2 separate regions of the Gossypium hirsutum genome follow, and region 2 is linked to region 1. A link is a contact called in public Hi-C data. All regions are on one chromosome and are shown on one strand. Each heading gives the region's core, a stretch centred on a gene start, on an enhancer-like site or on the middle of the called end of the contact. The rest is flanking DNA. Distances are from core to core; before and after follow the strand shown.

What was found. Hi-C and Micro-C count contacts between places; a contact is called where the count stands out from the background.
Region 2: a contact with region 1 is called in a Hi-C map of leaf, with 1.7 times the contacts expected there. The contact joins the promoter of LOC107945444 here to the promoter of LOC107945439 in region 1. A contact is called at or near these places in 6 of 34 Hi-C or Micro-C datasets (all in leaf).

Annotation. Positions count from the first base shown.
Region 1 is chrD12:15,614,653-15,621,311 of Gossypium_hirsutum_v2.1, forward strand. It overlaps LOC107945439 (auxin response factor 6), which reads left to right and starts at 1,932. Exons shown (of 14, transcript XM_016879451.2): 1 at 1,932-2,524; 2 at 2,641-2,753; 3 at 3,095-3,193; 4 at 3,275-3,331; 5 at 3,416-3,574; 6 at 3,686-3,770; 7 at 5,134-5,224; 8 at 5,896-6,060; 9 at 6,142-6,264; 10 at 6,444-6,519. The coding sequence starts at 2,482.
Region 2 is chrD12:15,801,349-15,808,650 of Gossypium_hirsutum_v2.1, forward strand. It overlaps LOC107945444, which reads left to right and starts at 1,425. Exons shown (of 4, transcript XM_016879460.2): 1 at 1,425-1,576; 2 at 1,760-1,874; 3 at 3,625-3,696. The coding sequence starts at 1,865.

The sequences.
Region 1 (6,659 bases), core at 682-3,181:
GATCCTCACTAATATTATGTGCACAAAGTTTGAATGATAAATTATTTACCAGATATGTTTACTGATGACATTTAGAGATTGCATATACTAGTTGATACATATACCAGCTAAAATGCTCCAAATAATTATGTCCCAAAAGGACAATGTGATAAAAATAAGTCTTAGGCATGCTAGAAACATGACAAACTAGTCGATTCCATAAAACGAAAAATTATTAAAAGAAAAGAAAAAAAAATTAAGATGGTCATATGCTAGAGGAGGCGGGTACTTATGAAGAGACCCAAGGCATAACTTGCGATAAAACCCCAGAAGAAGTTTAGATACATGAAATTATGAATATAATGGGATATCCTAACCTGTTATGTCATAACTAAATATAATGGAGCTGACAAAAAGGAAACTATTGTCGACAATGATAATATAAAGAGAATACTTCAATATTATAGAGAAATGAGGATTTTGAATAAAAATGTGTTTGAAAGCATTGAGATGAGAACAAGTCATCAAAAATAAATAAACGCTTCTATTATAACTTATGAAATATATCTTGGACAAGAAGTCCAAACACCCGAAAGGTGTAAAGCCAATGGGAGTATATGTTAGCATAATAGTGAAAAAAAATACAAGTCATAATATATAGAATTGACTTGTAATAAGAACGTCCACAAGACACTTGGTTTTGGTTATGAAAAATGATTAATTTGTGGTAAATGCAAAAACCAAATAAACTTATTTATTTATGTCTAGTGAATTTGTATTCAACTGATATAAATGATTTGATATATTGATGCATGAAGCATAAAACTTGAGTTTCATGAGAAAACCATTGGAGTTTCTGACGAATTTTCAAGAGAAATACTTATTCAACCATTGTCACGACATGAAGATCAAGTGTTCAATGAGGACAGATTGTACACAATGATATTATAAAGAATTGCTATTGAGTATCCAATAATATTTATATAATCAAAATTAATTAGGTTAATTTTTCATGTAAATTGGAGATATTAAAAAGGAATACAGATGGTCAAACAATAATGTTATAAAATGATGGTCCTGAAGTGCCATTTCTTTATGTGCTCAATGCACTCATTGTATTGGTAATAGTGAATGATACAATATATCATGCTTTATAAAGTTGTTGGCGACATCTAAAGCATGAGAATGAAATTGAATTTTATTGCTATATTGATATGCATCAACAAAATTTATTGTATATGTTGATGATTTATTATTGATAAATAATATTGAAGGACTCAATATTGAGTTATAAAATGATGTTCAAATAAGGGGAGCAAAATATGCACTGTTGTAACACCCCTCACCCAATGCAAAGAATAATCGAGAATTTAATTGGGCACTCCCTACCGCTAGACTTGAGAAGTTAATTTTCAGCATTGGATTGTGTTGTTTCAAAAATCTTAAGTGATGCTTATTAAGGGGGAGTAAATTCGCATTATATTTTTTCTTTTAAGGTTGTGACAAGTTGTGTATTAAAAGATTATGTACTCTTTTTTCCTTCATTAGGTTTTTGTCCTAGAAAGTTTTTTCTATTAAGGTTTTTAATGAGGCATATCCTTATATAATCAACATCCAAGTGGGAATGTTATGAATGTTATCACGTAGATATTTAAGCTTTCATATTTCTTTTTAACTCTTCACTAACTCTTCACCTTTCATCTTCTTGTATTTATGTATTAAAAAATAAGGAGTCTAATTTTTGTATATATACATGAGTATATTATTTGTAATAATGATAGAAAATAAAGAAATGCAATAACTTTTTTTTTTGCATTATTATTACTATTTTATAACATAAACAATTGTAAAACTATTTATAAAAATAATATATTAATATAAGAAATTTGTAAAACAATAAATAAAGAATGGTAGCCGCCCTGACTATAAATGATAGCGGATTTTAATATGTATAGTTTCTTTCTCACTCTTTCCGGCTGCTGTCCAAGTCTTCAGCCCTCTCTCTAAAAAGAGCTCCAAAAAGTAAAGTAATTAAAAAGTGTCATTTTCTAGTTTTCTAACTCAACTGAGCAGCTCCAGTAATCAGGTGCGGGGCAGAGGTACACTTCGGGTGGGTTGAGATAGTATTCTACTGTGGGAAAAAAAGCTTCAAAATGTGGAGATCTGAGTGAAGAAGAAAGCTAGGGTTTTGTTTTGCTTTGGAAACTTTGGATGATTTTGAATGTGAAAAGAAGCAAGATCTGAGCTTCATGAACCCCTTCTGAGTAAAAGGTTGTTCCCCGTATTTTTTGGATGTTGATTTTAACTTAAGTTGAGAGGAGTCTGGTGGAGAAAGGGGGTGGGGGTGGGTAAGTTCTCTTTTTCCTTAGAAGTTATGGCTGTTGCACGACCCCTGAATATACTTTAATAACAAGGGCTAGGTGTATTTTCCATTTCAACCGCACTTTTCTTCGGTTTTCTTTAGAGAACGAACAACTTTTTTCTTTTTTAAATATTGGAAGAATGAGACTCTCTTCATCAGGGTTTAATCAGCAAACTGAGGAAGGTAACTGTTTTTAGCTTTTAAAAAAAAAATTTCTTTTAGTATTTTTCTTGAAGTATAAAGCTGCCCTAAGTTATAATTTTTTCGAAATTATAAAGTAGTGAAAGATTTTTGTACAGGGGAGAAGAAATGTTTGAATTCTGAACTTTGGCATGCATGTGCGGGTCCTCTGGTGTCCCTGCCGCCTGTTGGAAGCCGTGTTGTATATTTTCCCCAAGGTCATAGTGAACAGGTAACTGTACCTGTCTTATTTCTCATGCTTTCTTTCAGATTTGGTTCTATTTCTCCATTTCTGCTCAAGAAAATAGTTCAATAAGCTTAAGTTTTAGGGAGAACTTAGAATTTTAAGATGCTATGTAAGGATGTCGGAACTTTTTTGGCTACATGTAGTAATAGAACTTCCTTGAACCAGCCATTTCAGTATTGAATATCTTCATTATTGTCTACTTGTTGATGCATGAAGTGGTGAGTGAACTAATGAAGCTCCTAAAAGATTAGAGCACTCTATGAGGAACTGTATGCTTCGTTTCTAATATTTCTGCGAGCTTTTGGTGTTTATGGCTCCCTCTGCAGGTTGCTGCTTCAACCAACAAGGAAGTAGATGCTCACATACCGAACTATCCGAGCTTACCCCCTCAGCTTATCTGTCAGCTTCACAATGTGACCATGCATGTAAGTTAAATGCTCAGTTAACCACTTTCTGTTTATGGAATGTTTAGTTGGTTGCTTACAAAGGCATTTATTCAAATACAGGCAGATGTAGAAACAGATGAAGTGTATGCTCAAATGACCTTGCAGCCACTGAGCCCGGTATGGGAACTTGACCTTGTTTCAAGGTTTTGTGCTTGATAGTCTTTTAATTTGGCACTTCTTGACTTGAAAGCATTATTGTAGCAAGAGCAAAAGAATGTGTTCCTCCTGCCTGCTGAACTGGGTACTCCGAGTAAACAACCAACCAATTATTTTTGCAAAACACTGACGGCAAGTGACACAAGCACTCATGGAGGATTTTCTGTGCCTCGTCGGGCTGCTGAAAAAGTCTTTCCTCCTCTTGTATGTTTTAGTAGGTTACAAGCAATTCAGTTCACTAGCATCTGGTTTTAATTGAATTAGTTTGAGTCATTATCTTTCTTTCTCTCCCTTTTAATTCTGTTGTGCCTTCAGGATTACTCCCTGCAACCTCCAGCTCAAGAGTTAGTTGCCAGGGATCTTCATGAAAATGAATGGAAATTTAGGCATGTATTTCGCGGTGAGTGATTGAAACAACTTTGTTCAGTGCCGTGTTCCACAATAATTTTAAGAGAAATTTCAAATTATCATGATTTTATAGTATTATTTGTCATTACGCTTCAGTTAGTGTTGTATTTTGCCTGTACCCAGTTCATCTACTCTTGAATAAGTTGTTGGTTTCATTTTGAAGGTGCTGTAACATTTCTTTAACCTTGGGTCTTTTATGTGATTGTTTCTGAAAGCTATGAAGATGACCTCAGATGTATCCTTGCTATATTCTGCATCAGTTATTGGTTTGATTATATTGGGGCTAAGAATCTCTGATGCTGAGGTTCAGATCATTTTTTAGAGCATGGCTAATATGCGAATCTTACAAAAAGAAGTTAGTTATTTACAATGGATGAAAAATAATATACTGAAATAGGAATTTTTTTAATAAGATATTAGAGTTAATGCTTTCTTGTCAACAACAATAAAAGAAGCTTTCTTGTTGTTTGCTTCCTTTGATGGATGATGTATGCTGTTTTGTGAATTTCGCTGCATCAAAATGCCCATTTGTTTGGTAATTGTTTATTGTTTCTCACCTTGCAAAAATGGTCAGAGTTTCTAGGTCATCTCTGAAATTTTGGTTGATATTGGTGTGGGCAAATTATGAAATGTGATGACCAAATAGCTCTTTACTTTTTGATATATGCTTTGTGTTTGTCTGATATAGCAAATGTTTCTGGCAATCTACAAAGGTTGATTGTTTTAAGTCTTTCACGTTTTGCTTTTGATGTGCTTAAGTCCTTTTCCTCTCTTTGGAATTGTTTGGGGATTGTGAAGATCTGTTAGCTGTAAGGTTTTTTTGTTGAAAAGAGTTAATGAAAGCTTAATTCTTGGCCAAAGATGGTCAATTCATCTAGCAGTAATTCTATAAGAATAACATTTGAAGACTTCAAGGGAATATTTCTGATATGCATGTATTTGAGGGGATCAAATATTGTATGGAGTTGTGAGTGATGCATTAATGGAGTAAATGATCCCCTGCAACCCTTAATTTTTGGGGGAAAATCATTATCAAATGGAATATTTCTCCCCTACTGTTTTTGTAGGTTATTTTGTGTGTTGGACTTGGATGAGGTTTGCCTCATTTCTTATCATGTTTTTCCTTTCGAAGAGGAATCGGCAATTTTTGCTAGTTCCTATAGGAATATGTTCAGATTTAGTACTTGGAATGTAGCATTTTCTGTAGGATGCTTGGAGCTGCTTTTGGTGAATTTTTATTTTATATATCTACCTATCTTTAAGTGGGATATATGCTTTCTTGGATGATAAAAAGGTTTTGAATATCAATGGCTGTAAACAACCTCTAATCAATTTATGTATTTTCTTGAGTGCAGGGCAGCCAAAGAGGCATCTTCTTACAACTGGGTGGAGTGTTTTTGTTAGTGCTAAGAGACTTGTTGCTGGTGACTCAGTCCTTTTTATTTGGTAAATTGGGTTTTCTTTCTTCCAAGTATAATTTATGCTTACTTTGTTGGTAATCAAAGTACCTTTACTCTGTGATTGGCTGGAGAAATATCTTACTAATAGCTGTCAAATCCGTAATGCGGTTTGAAACAATCTAGTGAAATCATCCTGCTTAGATAGTTTGGCAGCAAAATTTTTTGGACGGTATTTTTGGTTTTTGAATGTATCTTCTACAATAAAATATCCGATTCTACTTTTTATTTCTGAAGTCATGAGTCTACTAGTATGCATCCTCATTGTGTGTAGTAGAGGTGACAGTTGGGTGGGTTGAGTCACTTTGGGTTGGGAAAATTGGGGTCAATTTTGGTTTGGGTTGCATCAAGTTCTGCTCATTTTGGTGTATCACTCGGGTTTGGGTCATTTTGATCCTCATTGTTTGGTTTTGAAGCCAAAGCAATTTAATTCGCATCATTTTAAGGGATTCTTGGTCAAGTTGGGTTTGGTTGAACTCGATTCAGGTGTGTTTTTGGGTTTGTGTCAGCTTCGCCAGCTCTAATGTGCAATATTTATATTTTGGCAGTTGTTACTGCAGCTTTACTGCTTTTTCCCGTCATGCTACTAATCAGCGAGTTGCTAATCAGTATATTATCTCTGTTTTTGTTTTTATGTGCTTTTTATTTTTTTTCTGTCAGGAATGAGAAGAATCAGTTGTTGCTGGGTATCCGGAGAGCAAATCGTCCTCAGACTGTTATGCCATCTTCTGTTTTATCAAGTGACAGCATGCACATTGGTCTTCTTGCTGCAGCCGCTCATGCGGCTGCAACCAATAGCCGTTTTACTATCTTTTATAACCCAAGGTCAACTACTTAATTCTAATTAAAAAATCTTGATTCTATTCCAACATAACATCTTGTTCATTTACAGTAGCTTCATTTCAGGGCCAGTCCTTCAGAGTTTGTCATTCCTCTCGCCAAGTATGTTAAAGCAGTCTATTACACCCGGGTTTCTGTAGGCATGCGGTTTAGAATGCTGTTTGAGACAGAAGAGTCAAGTGTCCGCCGGTGGGTCTTAATTCTCTAAATGTTTTCTTACTCCTGGAAATTGCTTAAATTTTATGGTGTTTCCTTCTGCAACTTGGTTATTTTCCTCAAGTAAATACTTCTATTTTTATATGTCAATTGACTAAAGTATCACTGGCAAATTTACGTGGGCAGTTGTTAACATGAGTGTTTTATGTCAGATATATGGGTACGATAACTGGCATTAGTGACTTAGATCCTGGTCGCTGGCCAAATTCGCATTGGCGCTCTGTTAAGGTTTGTTTTAAGTTTCTATGTGCTTGATTTTTTAGTTTGCAGTATCATATCCCCCTCCCTTCTTTTTCTTTTTTTTTTCTTTTCTCCTTAAAAATGTAATGTATTCAATAATATCTGACATGGAAGACTTACATTCCATC
Region 2 (7,302 bases), core at 175-2,674, 190 kb after region 1:
CACATAGATTTGTCAAACCTAAATTATTAAGCATATCAAATCATTTATACATAGCATTAATACCAAATTCATGTAAAAGTAAACATTAACAACAATCTAAACAACCAATCACATGAAGAGTTCAACCCATAATCATATTACGCACATCAATAAAAATGATTTCCATATCATATTTATGAAATTGAATTAAAGGAAAGTCAAATTGAGTTTAGATCTACTCATTCAAGAAGAAGAATCATCTCTCATTGATCTCCATTGAAGTTGATCTCTATTCCAATCCCGTTGCCCATCAGAACTTATAGTAAAATGCAAGGGTTTATAAATGGAAACTAGGGAAATGAAATTATAAAAGAAATAGGAAATGCAGAGAAAACACTTCAACAAATCAAATTTTTTGTTCTATCTAATCTTTCCTCCTATTTTTTCAGCTATTATGAGGAGTAACATTTATATTAATGATTTAAAAATAGTTCAATTACATTTTCCCCTTAATTTGAAATTAAATTAAAGCTCAAAAAGTCAATGGTCGTGTCAAAATTTCCTGAAATTACCCTTAGTAACCGCTTTAGATCTTACAGTTATAATGGTCTTGTCGGGACAATGTCAAGCTTGTTGTCGCGACAATGATGGCCTATTTCATGTCTTTAAACAAAGAGGGCAGTGTCACATTAAGGTGTTTTTTGTGGTCGCAACAAGACATGGATCCTCCAAACTTCATAGCCAAGTCAGTGGGCATCTTGTCGCGACAAGGTTGTTTTCATGGTCTCGACAATGCCAGACACGAGGTCTCTATGACCAAGTCAGTAGACTCATTGCCGCGACAAGGGTTCTTCTTGTCCAATCTTCCAAGCCACTTTGTGTTCCTCACTATGCCATCATATGTTTTGACCTACAATGCCAATTTCACACAAGGTAGGTGCAATTTTATACTTAAATAATACTAAAATAGGTGCAAATTAACAAGTAAATGCCTATAAAGAGTAACAAAATTAATAATAAAACAAGAGTTATACAATATCTAAACAATAATAACAAAATAAAAGCAACATAATAATGAAATATGACAACAAAATAGTGGAAAACCAACAAGAAAATAAATTTTTTACATATTCGGGACCAAACTCTAATTAAAAAACTTTACCCAAAATTCAAACCAATTTTTAAATAAACTTTTTTTTCTTTGTTGAACTGTTTTTCGGATTTATATTCTTATTAAAGCACTCTGACTTTTGAGACGGATTGTCTAATTTAGACTCATTTATTTACTTTGAAGCGCATGCAAATATAATAATTCTTTTCGAGAAAGAGAGCAGCAGCATAGGAATTGAAGCATGAAAAAAATCACGTGAGTGGGACCCAGCAGTCAATTGGATGAGTGGGGACAGCAAACATGAACCAGTAATACTCTGTCATTCCTGAGCTTTTTTCTTTTCTTTTTTTCTTTTTCCCTCTCTATGAGCCTGCTCGGAATATTTCTTGTCTTCTTGTATGTTCTTTGCTATTTCATGTCCCAGTTCCAGTTCCAGTTCCAGTTTCATTTTCTCTTTTGGTCTTTAACATTTTCAAATCCTTTTAGGTATTATCTCCATCTTCACAATCACTTATTGCAAAGTATAAAACACCCATTTTATTTTTTTTGGTTGAAAAATGTTTTATGGCGGAAGGAAAGCATCAAGATCTCGCTCTCATTACTCATTATTGCTCCACATTATGTTTTTTTCTTTTTCCTTTTTATGCTTAATGGTTCGAATGATCACAGTCTCACATTGCCGCATTTGCACTGAATAATGCGAGCTTTTGACTCTCCAACGATATTGCATCTCACATTTCTCCATTTCACGTATTCTCTGCTCAATATTTTACTATGAAGTTTGGTGAGTCTTTTCTTTCACAATCTTGCCTCCCTTAACCTCTTCCTCTTTTTGCGGGTTATAAATTAATTACGGAAATATTAGGTTTTAGCTGTTTATTATTCAACAGATCAGTTGTTCTCATATGCTTTTTTTTTTTACTGCGTATGGTTCTTGTCTGTCTTTTCCTTTGATTTATTTTGTTATGTTGTCCGTATTTCAACCTAATTTGGTCGATTGGAGTGAATTACTATGAGTCTGATGTACTGATTGCTTTCTAATTGTTAAAAATGTGTTATAAAAGTTTCTAATGAGCAGCATTTGGCTCCAAGGACTCTTGTTTGCTTCAATTGTTTGCTAGAAATGAACTTGTGTATATTGTTGATACGAGATTAGATTGGTTATTCCCATTGTTTTATGCACCTGTTGTCACTTAAATTCCACAAAACAAATATATATATATTTATATCAATGGGGAACTATGAATTGTATGCAATAATTCGTGTTACTGTTGAATTGCTTACCTCAAACATGTAATGAGTCATTGTCATTAATGGTGACATAATTGATTCTATAAGAATTTTCCTTTTATTTCTCTATATGTTGTATTCTAATTCCTTGAGGATATGTTCAGCTCCTGGTTGGTCTTTCTAAATTTTCCATTAGAAGCCTGTTCAGAAGTTTTCTCTCTACTCTGAGACATTATTTTTAGAATACAAAAAAGTCTGCTCCTGAAGGCATCTCATCAAAATCACTGTTGTTTTTTTACCTCATATTCCTCAACTAATATCTCTAATGCATACTGCTGATTGTGTGTGCCTGATGTGGAGCAAGTACTCTCAAGTTAAACCCCTCAGAACTAATCTGAAATCTCAATAAAACTTCTCCAAAATCTCACCTTTTTACGACCAGTGCTTTGACATCTAGATTGCCACAGAATTATCTTATGAGTGCATGAATTGACTCAGGCTCTCAACAAAGTGATTTGGTGTCGTCCCATGAGCAAAGTGTAAATGGAAGTTTCAGAAAGTTTACATCTGGTCCGTATGTAATTTTAACATCCATTTTCTAACAACTAGTAGGTTACAAATTTACTAAATTTTTCTTTGTGATATCAAGTTAAGCCTATATTATTTTCATTTTTGTACCATATGCCCAGTTGTGGATCTGCAGACATTTTACTAGAACCATTACAACAATTTCTCATAGAACTAGAAAATGATATATCGGTATGATCCTTAATCAAATACGAACAAGTACATGTAATGGTCCTTGATTACTATGTTGTCTATAATTCCTGCAATCTTGTTTTTGCTTAAGTTCAGGGCAAGGTATAAATTTACTCCTAGAAAAGAAACTTGACTTTGACAGAAAGTTGCATTAGCATGTCATGTTTCACACAATAGAAAATATTAATATAGGAAATACATCCATCAGATCTAATTAACTTGATATTGTTTGCAAATCTTAATATCAGGCATGATTTATGTTGTTAATTTCACTTGTTACTTTCCTTGTTTCTGCAAAGTAAATATAATGCTTCATTTTTACTCTTATCAAATTCTTGGAATTTTTCCTTTTGTACTTTCCTTGATTTTGAAAGTAGAAATCAAGCTTTAGATGATTTTTTCCTTTCTCCTTTTCGATCTCTTTGGGCATCCAGCATGTTTTCCTTTATATTTTAGCATTTAACTTTTTGTTCTTCTCAAACATACTCCACTGCAAAACTAGAAATCTGGAATTAATGCAGACTCTAACAAATAATATGGGTCAGGTTTTGTGCGAAATGATTTAGACTCTTCTCCGGGGCAGAGCTTAGATGGAAGTTTCAGAAAATCCAACTCTGGTTAGTTCCACAACTTCCTTTTATTTGATTTTCTCTTGAGTTGTAAAAATTGTGTGCTATGTTATCTTTGTCTTGCTCAATTGTCACTGTGCATTATGAACTTATGGTTTTAAGCATGGTTTAGATGTGTATATTATGCTGTTCTTTCATTTAAAAGTTCATTAATAAAAATGTCAGACTGGGCACGTTGTGGATGAATCAGTCTGTACTGCAAGTTTCAGCCAGCCCTCATATGCAGTCAATATATCTAGAAAATCATAAAAATAAAGCACATTAGAAATACTTATAAACAAGAAAAAGGTGGCCAAACCTTGTACCATCTATCGAAAAAAGTTTTAGGTTGCCAAAGAACCATATGTAGAACTTAGATGTAGTGATCTGGAGTTCTAATCAGCACTCGAATCCTTGAACACCAAGAGACATCTCCTGGTTATAGCTACTCAATTGTTTGGGCTCCACATTATCCATATAGCAACCTTCTGAAGGTCGGATAATAAACTAGTGGCCAGTTTGTTTCATAAACAAAAGATGCTAAAACACTTCTCTTTCTCGACATAAACTCACAACGGAAAAATCTTTTCCTTTTCCTTTTGGTTGTGCGGGAAAATAAAGAAAAGCTAGAGCATGGTAGTGGGTGTAGCAAAAGCGTCAAATCATACTTTATGGTTCGCCTTAAGCAAAGTTTTGTGTACTTGCGTAAATTACAATCTTAATTACTTCTAAATGCAACTTTTGCAACCCTCATAAGCTTCAATCTAGTTCCTCTTTATTTAAGATTTAATCAATTAAGTCAAAGTTAATTCAAATTTTGGTTCTAATTTCAGGAATGTTACTTATTATGTGGCCCATTGGACTTCCAGTATGCTAACACTGAATATAAATTATATTTCAAACTATAAAAAAGGAAATTAATTTGTTCTCATAGGTTAGGGGATGTATCTAGCAATGCATTAGGATCTCTTGCATATTGAAGAGTCAAGGTAATCTCAACATAACCTTTTAGTGCTTAGTCTATCAATATAATTCATTCCTTTTACCATATTTCTTAGATGTGGTTCTTAGTTAGCTTTGTGAATTCTAGATTGTTCTTAATATCTTGAAATTATCATTTTTTGTTAAAAGACTTCATCTAATTGAGCAAAAAACAATTGAGATGTGTCTCGTTATTATCACCTGAAGTGATAAATCCTCCAGAAAGTACTAATTATTTCCACATGCTTCATGCAATATCCAAAATTATCTTATTACATCTTTTATTAGGACTATTCAAATAAATCTAAGTATGATGGTTCACGGACAAGATAACATGGCATCAAAGTCAGAAGACTACCACTTACATGATTGACACATAAAAACGATTCTAGAGATACTTGAGTAAGCTAAGAAATGGAGTTCTCATAGAAGCAGATATTTAGTTAACTTGTTCTTATTATTGTTACTTGAATTTTTTGGTTATGGTTTCCATGTTAATGTTGTTGCAATGTGAAACAACACTGGTATTAAAATGAAATTGCATCCATCACATGATAAAAAATGTGGACTTGGTCTTGTGTGGAGTGGGAAATCTGAGCAGCTAAGAAATGAAAGAAATTCACATGCATAATTGAATGAATAGGGTTTTGGGTTTTCTAGCAACATTTCACTAAAATTCTCTTATTGATAATGAAAAACCAATCCCATTAATATTCGAGTAGAGTATTTATACTAAGACTTTTACTAATAGTTCTATTAACCCTTTAGTAAAATATTTAAACCGTCACATTAAATATTTAATAAATAAAGTAAAACACTAATAGAATCAAATAAAATAATGTAAAATACAAACTTTAAATAATTAAACTAAATTTGATGCTCTTGCACATTTTCCCCTTGTTGAAAAAGAAAAAAAATGCCTACTTCAGTTGCAAAAACTTTGATTGCCTCCACATAAACTTCAAGATCAAGTATCCTTAACTCATCCTCTACAATCCAAGTAATTTCATGAGTTGGTCTTCTCAACCAGCTTAATAGGAATGGCCTATAGGCTTCACTCTTCCATGATCTCACCTTTTTAACATTGAGAACTTCTTGCATAACCTCGCTTTGCCTTGCAGAAAGTTGACTAGTTCGGTAACAACAATCATGTTTCCTTCTTTGAATTCTAAAGTGGAACCTCAAAATCTAAGCACAAATTTGGCCATTAATTCGGGTCTGGACAGCAAGTGGTAAGACACACTAGATCTAAGATTAAAATAAAGAGATCAATGAAAACCAACTAAAAGAGAAATAAATCTTATGATTAATGTGGTGATGGGTGGCCTTGAGTAGTCTTTATTGGGCCCTCCTGATATGGACACCTAAATGAAGCACAAGTTATATTTAATAATCAAGAAAATAAATTTGATTTGGAAATAAACAAGAATGAAATTGGGCTTATTGTTGAGTAATTGTGTAGCACCCTTCACCCATCCTAATGTACAGTATGAATAGGAGATGCCACCTATAACACCTCATACTTGACCTGATTGTCTTGCTTAAGTTACAGAATGCCACATTTGTTGCCGGAGCAACTACAATTCAATTTAACGACATAAATGTGCTATTAATCATAATACTCATTCAACATATGTTATATATTCATTTTTGGGTCCTTTATAAGCTTACGAAAGCTCTTAAGGTGACTTGGGGTTGAATAATGACTAAATTGTGAAGTTTTTAAAATATCGGGTTGGTGTTGTGACTTCAAGGATTCCTCGTCGCGACACAACTTACTGACTTGATCTCGTTGCGATGTTAAGGGGCCTAATGTTGCGACGTGACTGCCTGTTTCCAAATGGTTTAAATAATACCAATTCACAATGACTTAACAAGTTGACCAAATTCATATTCAACTTGTTTTTAACACAACATATACATCCAATACCTCAAATATTACATTAAATGTTTCATCACTAACCAAATCATCAAATTAATCATTCAATTCAAGAACAAACATTATCATACAAGACCATTCTACCATTCGAATCATTCAAACATTAGGCATTATATATATGCAAGTTTAACTTTTCAAATATTATACCCATTTCAATTACACAACTCACCATTTAACATATCAAAATTCACCATTTCTAGCATTAACTATCCACATAATCATATAATATACAAAATCGACTCACAACTTAGGTACATGTCATATATCGAAATGAAAATGGACTATAAAAATATTGCTGAGTCGAGGGTCGTTTGCTAAATGTTGAATCACACCTCGAAACTTCGAGATTTACCTAAACCTGCGCACGGAGTAAACAAACCGTATGCTGAGCGATAAAGCTCAGTGATACTTCCATGATTCAAGTCAATAAAACACAAGTATTAATTGAATGCATTTAACCAATTCAAATTCAATCTTTAGCCATATCACATACACATACATGCCCAAAGCTTTCAATATCATATGAAATATACATATAACCATTTTGTACATCAATTCATTTGATATTAACATTTAAACTTATCATATCATGTCATTCAACATTACAATAGAATGGACGAAATCATATCATTTGTTAAGTGCCAATTTTTATACCATTTAAACATTCAAAACCATTCATGTATCAAACATGTATA